2 separate regions of the Mus musculus genome follow, and region 1 is linked to region 2. A link is a contact called in public HiChIP or PLAC-seq data. All regions are on one chromosome and are shown on one strand. Each heading gives the region's core, a stretch centred on a gene start, on an enhancer-like site or on the middle of the called end of the contact. The rest is flanking DNA. Distances are from core to core; before and after follow the strand shown.

Evidence for each region. HiChIP or PLAC-seq counts read pairs in DNA pulled down with a chosen protein or histone mark.
Region 1: a FOXA1 HiChIP or PLAC-seq map of pancreatic cancer cells shows a contact between it and region 2. The contact joins the promoter of Msh2 here to the enhancer-like site in region 2. A contact is called at or near these places in 1 of 39 promoter capture datasets (neural stem cells) and 3 of 115 datasets of contacts at active chromatin or transcription factors (embryonic stem cells, memory CD8 T cells and pancreatic cancer cells).

Annotation. Positions count from the first base shown.
Region 1 is chr17:87,670,801-87,673,847 of GRCm38.p6, forward strand. It overlaps Msh2 (mutS homolog 2), which reads left to right and starts at 1,732. Exons shown (of 16, transcript NM_008628.3): 1 at 1,732-2,006. The coding sequence starts at 1,796.
Region 2 is chr17:87,349,197-87,352,627 of GRCm38.p6, forward strand. All of the region lies in intron 15 of Ttc7 (tetratricopeptide repeat domain 7), which reads left to right. Among named protein-coding and RNA genes, the nearest start is that of Gm52284, 44 kb to the left of the region's middle. Within about 2 kb of position 1,660, at least 158 of the 459 cell types and tissues checked have an H3K27ac peak or open chromatin away from gene starts, as enhancers often do. A contact at or near this core is called in embryonic stem cells and pancreatic cancer cells, where this site is marked.

The DNA.
Region 1 (3,047 bases), core at 482-2,981, 320 kb after region 2:
TATGTATATGTATATAGCTTAAAAGCTCACCCCAAGAAAAGTTCAGTGCTACAATGGGATCCTGAATACCCAGGGTAGTTACTGGTCAAGTAATAAAGCTGTCCTATTGGCTTAAACCTGTGGGCAAGTTGTTTTCTCTGGTGGATACCACACAATAGGTCCAGGCACGGAATCCAGGGCATCGGGCTTGGTACACATACCTTCACCCAGAGCCATCTCAGTGGCCGTCGAGAAACTGTATAGAAACAGAACAAAGAAAGTTTTAAATCAAGGCCGTAGAAACTAAGGGGTCTGTACAAAGATTATATTTGATAATCACAAGGTTGTTAAGGTAAACACAGAGGTGGGCAATAGTAGCTCTTTAGGGGACTACAATTAGCTCAAGATAATTTGGCTCAGGGCTTGCAATATTTCAGCTCCCTACAATCACATCTTAATCAGTTAATTAGCCCTTAAGAATGTTTATAACCCTGCAGTTTTTCCTGTCGGTTTACACCTCTTAGTCTCCATCTTTCTGTGTGTTTGTTTATCTACTTCTAAAACAGTGTGCAGTCTGCATCCATTCACTAGCACGGAAGAAAAACCAGATGCAACCTCTCTACCTCCCCCGCCTCCACCCTTTTCTTTATTGAGACAGGGTCTTGCTACACAGAAATCCAAAGCAGGATGTTTATTTATTTAGAACTCCAAAGCAGGTTATTTATTTATTTATTTATTTATTTAGGATGCAGTCTCTGGTAGCCCAAATTGACCTCCAGCTGCGTAGCCAAGGATAATACTGTACTGTGTTTCTTGCCAGACCCACTTTTAACTTTTGGCCCTTCTGACCTCCTGAGAGCTGGGGTTTCAAGTGTGTGTCACCCTACTCGTTTCCACATTTAATATATATATTTTTTCTTTAAATTAATAAGTGTCTGCACCTGACCTCCTCCACCCACACCGAGGATCTGGAGTTACCAGTTATGATGAGCTACACTAGTGATGGGGACTGAACTCAAGGTAGGCGACTATGAAAACATTAGGAAGTTAGGAAACTGCTGAGCCCCCAATCTGTCCTTTATTTGTTTATTTATTTATTTATTTATTTACCAGACAAGGTGCTGAGCCCCCATCTGTCCTTTATTTATTTATTTACCAGACAAGGTTTCTCTGTGTAGTCCTGACTTCCCTGGAACTCGATTGGTAGACCTGGCTGGCCTCAGAGGCCCCCCCGAGTGCTTGGATTAAGGGCATGCGCCACCACGCTCGGCTTGCCAAGTGTCTATTGGATGAATTCGTCAACCGATGGGCGAAATGCAAAACTGGGTCAGCAAGAGGTTGTGCAGAATATACCTGAAATTTTACCTATGGCAGTTTGCACTGCAAGTGTATAACGCACACTCAAGGCTGGGTGGGGGAAAAAAGATAGTTCTTTGTTTACAAGTTCTTTGTGATTTCACTCTTACGTTTCCGGTCACTTGATAAAACAAATTCCTAGCTGACCCCGCCTAGCACACCTACCCACCCACCAGGCGGACTTGAAAGCGCAGCCTCTGGAAGGCCTGCAAGGCTGCAGAAGTCGGACGCATGCGCAGTAGCTAGAGTCCTAGAGTTCGCGGGAAGCTGGGACCTTGCTCGCTTATGATTGGCTACTGCGGTAGACTCCCACCCACCGGGGCGCAGCGCTGCATGGTGATTGGGCGAGCCCACAGAGGCCGGACGAGGTTTAGGGGGCGAGGTTGGGGAGGCGGGAAACGACGCGGCCAGCGCAGGGTCGCTCTGTGCTCTAGTGGTGTTGGTGTGGAGCGGCTCGGAAATGGCGGTGCAGCCTAAGGAGACGCTGCAGTTGGAAGGCGCGGCCGAGGCGGGCTTCGTGCGCTTCTTTGAGGGCATGCCGGAGAAGCCGAGCACCACGGTGCGCCTCTTCGACCGCGGCGACTTTTACACGGCGCACGGAGAGGACGCGCTGCTGGCGGCCCGCGAGGTGTTCAAGACCCAGGGCGTGATCAAGTACATGGGGCCGGCAGGTGAGGGCAGCCGCGGCGGCGGGGCCCGGGCCGGCTCGGGGCCGCGTTGCCGGAAACCTGGGCGCATGCAGCGGTGGGGCTGCGGCGGAGCGCCCCGCCCGAGAGCTGCCTCCCCGGGCCACGCGTTTAGCATCTTGTTTTGGTTCGCTTCCGCACAGTGCGCTGGGCGGCTGCACACCGCCGAGTCCAGGCTGTCCTCGGACGCCTCGAGTTCCAGCCTCCCAAGTTGATAGGATTAGAGTCTTGTGTCACCGTGGGTACCTCCAAATCAATAACAGCCCGCAGCCTAGGAGCGAGGAGTGGAGGGCGTTTTGAGAGCTTCCTTTAAGACACCCTCATTTGCCAATAGGCTGTGTTTTGTTTTGTTTTTTTTAAACCGTCTCGCTTGAGAACCTGGGATGGACCATTGCTGAAGGGCAGTATCGCCAAGTGGTCAGGACCTAGGATATGCCCTGGAGCTGAACTGCCCGGATTTCAGTTGTGGATCCCCTACTGTTTGCTGAGTGCGGTTGAGCTAGTTGGAAAGCTGTGCTTAGCTAGCTAGCTAGCTAGCTTTCTTTCTTTCTTTCTTTCTTTCTTTTTTTTTTCTGCCACCTTGGCTCTCACCACTCAGCATCATCTCTCCCTAAAAGGCTTCAGAACTCATTTGTGGCCTAGGAAGATTAATTTGATCACCATAATAACCTCTCCCCCACCCACCCCCGTTGCTTTTTCTTTCAATTACATTGAATGTCCATTATATCATACTTTGGAGTTGTGAGTTCTAATTTTTTTTTTTTTTTTGGTTTTTCGAGACAGGGCTTCTCTGTTATAGCTCTGGCTATCCTAGAACTCACTCTGTAGACCAGGCTGGCCTCGAACTCAGAAATCCACCTGCCTTCCAAGTGCTGGGATTAAAGACGTGCGCTACCACCGCCCAGCATGAGTTCTAATTCTTTATGCTGTTATATGCAAATGGATGTTACAGACATCGTATTTCTGCCTGGTCTGTGCTAGGTAATAGTCTGCTGCCTTCACAACCAGTTGAATTTGTTTTTGTTA
Region 2 (3,431 bases), core at 410-2,909:
GCCTGGAAAATAGTGTCTCTGCTTCTGCAGGAAGAGCCTTAAGGGGGCAGCCTATGCCATGAGAACTGCTCACTGACAGAGACTGCACCCGGGGAGCTGCAGAAGCTGCTCTAGGGTGTGAGACCCTGTACAGTATTGTTCCCTGTTACTACAGTGCGCTGTTCTGCAGAGCACGAGGGAATGGGGGTGATCTACCCCGTGGAGACCTCCCTCACTCGGTTTGCTCAATTAGTGGGATCCAATGACGTGGAGAAGTCCGTCTTTATCAGCTCTGCTTTGATCTGAACTGGCCCTAAAAGGCTACAAAACTAACAGATAGGAATTCCCTTTGCCAATAAATTAAAACTGTTCCCCACAGATGAAACCCTGGGGTACAGAAACCCATGGATTATCAGGAAATGTCATTGAATCCATTACAGGTCAGGGATCACTGAAAAATGTCACTGCTTTTCGGCTGCGTGTCCCGCTTCCCCAGCTGGCCCCGTGCTAAGAGCAGGCCGTATGGGACTCCAGCTGTTGCTAGCAACTAATTAAACCACCAGTCCAGTAAATATTGCTCAGCAAAACAACAGACCAACCTGCCACGGCCTGGCCTCATCAGCCCCAGCAAAGTGTATTCTCAGGCCTGTGACATGGCTTGTCTCCCACCAAGCCACCTTGCAGCGGCTATCCTGGTGGCCAGGCCTTCTAGAGGCGCCCCCTTTCCTGCAGAGTCATCAGTCAGTTCAGTGGACCCAAGGACTGTCGCACATGGAGGACAGAAGCCAGCAGGTCAGTGTAGGGATGGTTGCTTTGCCTGCTACTGTTTGGGAGAGGCCTAGACAAAGGAGGATGCTGACCGCTAAGCAGACTCCCATCTTCTAAGTTTATCCTAGTAGGAGAGCCAAGTCAGGTCACTGCCCTGAGTCACGTTTATCACTTAGGTGCCACCGGCAGCAATGTGTTCCTCTTTAAATAAAATAAATTTAACAACCTGCCCTGACTCTTCTGCTTCTCAAGTGTGCTGAGACACGGACTGAAGGTCCCTGGTTGGTGGACTTCTGTGTCTGAGGTCCCGGTGTGGAGGGGAGGCCACAAAGTTCCGTCGACACCTGGCACTGACAATGTTTAGTGAGTGAGCCAGGAGCTTGAAGGAAGGGGATCCGGATGAGGCTGGGCTGTGAGTGACACAGGGGAGCAGTCACTGTCCCCACACGGGCACGCAAGGTAGAACCCGGCCTCTGGTGAGTCCAGCTTCTGAAGACCCTTCTTACTTGGGGATTAGGAAGCCAAGTGCAGGGGTCTTGATGCCCGGCCCGTGCTGAGGGACGGCCTTCGGTTAGCCCGGCTCAGGTTTAAAAATGCAGAAACGTGAGGAGGCAGACTGACTCCTCCACGGGGACAGTATGAACCTGGTGTGATGGGAACCAGATATCCCTAGCAGCTTCCTGAAACCCTCTGGGCTTTCCACTAAGCCCTGGACACATGTACCAGGAGGCCCACGGCCAGGCGGCCCACAGGCTTCCTGTGGGGAATGGGAGAATTTCAGCAGGCCCAGAGTTGTCTCTGCTGGTCCTTCCCATCTTTGAAGCAGCTGAGAAGCCTGACCAGGAGGGAGAGGAATCTGGGGTGGGGAGGGATGGACCACCATGAGCACTGTAGGGAGATGGTTTTAGGTAACACATTCCTTCAGCTTTAGTCAGGCCCTTGTAGTGAAGGTCACCATAGAAACCAAACAAAGTCCCTAGGCCAAGGATGGGAGCTTTCCAATAACCAAGCTGTCAGCCATTCCCCCGCCCAGCCCTGCAGCCCGCCAGACTGACTCTGAGGACCCAGGGCCCACAAGTGACACGGGAGTAAATGTGTTTTCTTCCTACCTCCACAGTGGGCAGGGCCATCTACCCACCCCTTATCTGACACAATAGACATTCCTGAGAGCCCCTGCTGGCCCAGCCCCTAGTCCTAGGAGACTGGGGAAGTCCTGAGGGAGCCATGTGTCAAAGCCACAGAGGAACTTGCCAGTGGAGGAACAATATGGCCCTCTCCACAAGCCACTGCTCGCCCCAGATAAACAAACGAACTGCTGCATCCATCGGCCCCAGGAAACCAGGGCTGTTTTGGAAAATGTTTGAGGTGATCTAACTAGGTATTAGCTGGAGCCAGACTGTAGCTAGATCCAGTCAAGGCTGAAACTGAGCCTCCAGGGCATTTCTCCGAGCCACCTACCCACCCCACCCCCACCTCAACACACCTACTTATCAGGTTGCATGTGACATATTTCTGGAGGGGTAGTCCACCAAGCAGAAGGGATCAGAGTCCTGGGACTTGTGCTAACATTTCTGCCTTAAACCCAGTGTGTTTATTGGATTGTTCTTATTAAGGGCTTGTAGCACATCAAAAGGATGCTTAAAATACCAACACTTGAAGAGGGGGTGGGGATCAGAGGTATTAACACTAACATAGTTTATCACTCTGCTGGGTTCACTAAACACGCTTGGCTGCCACAGTGCGCGGGGACAGCAGCCAGGACTCTCTGGCCATGTGGCCGAGGAACTGCTAAGCCAGGCATAATCACGGGCACCGGGCACCGTCAGATCCTTCTCAAAGGTCAGCTACTCCTTGGCTGAGCGGCGGTTGGCGGTCAGCGTTTCTCCTCCTTGGCTCTCCCGTGAGCACCTCCGTGGTGACTGTAGTGACTTAGGACCGGGGCAGAGCCCTGTGCGTGCATTAACTGCTCTGCCCCGCAAGCGCCTGCCTCTTCAGTGGGAAGCCATTAGGGTTAGCAAGCTGGCTGGAAACCAAAGATGCAGAGACTGAGGCTCTATCTACCAGGCCAGAACCTCCCCTTTGTCCTAACTGAGAGCTTCTCAGCCTACCTGAAATGGCAAGGCCTTTTGTAGTGTGAGTCCTGTTCAAGTCTGAGAGGTTATTAGGGAGGTTGTTAAGTGACCTGTGGTAGGAGGATGTTGGGAGGCTGGTGGGGTGGGGTCAGCTGACAGTCGGTGCTGCACACAGATGGAATAGTTTGTTCAGGGCACCATGAACCAGATCTGTAGGCTGGGGCTCCTCGCCGGGTGGAGCATGCGGGGCCTTTGAAGGCCGTGAGTTACTGCTCCAGGAAGCTGGGACTTTTGGGCTGTTGCTTTTTAAAGCTTCAAAGTCGGATTGAGTTAAATTTATTAAGAGATGGAGGGATCATTATGAGCCTTCGACATTAGGGAACAGGGGCCACAGTAATCCTCCACACCACGGGGGAAAATCATTAGCTTTAAGGTTAAGAACTGCTAAAAAAGGATCCCTCGAGTGTTAGAGATTAGTCTGAGGGAAAGTCATAAAACTAGGGACGGCCCCTCCCTTCTCAGGGAGGCCATGCCTGTGAGAGTCCCTATAAAAATCACACCCTCCAGGAGCAGGTGCCTGAGTTACCCGCCCCTCCCCCTCCTGGCTTTCCC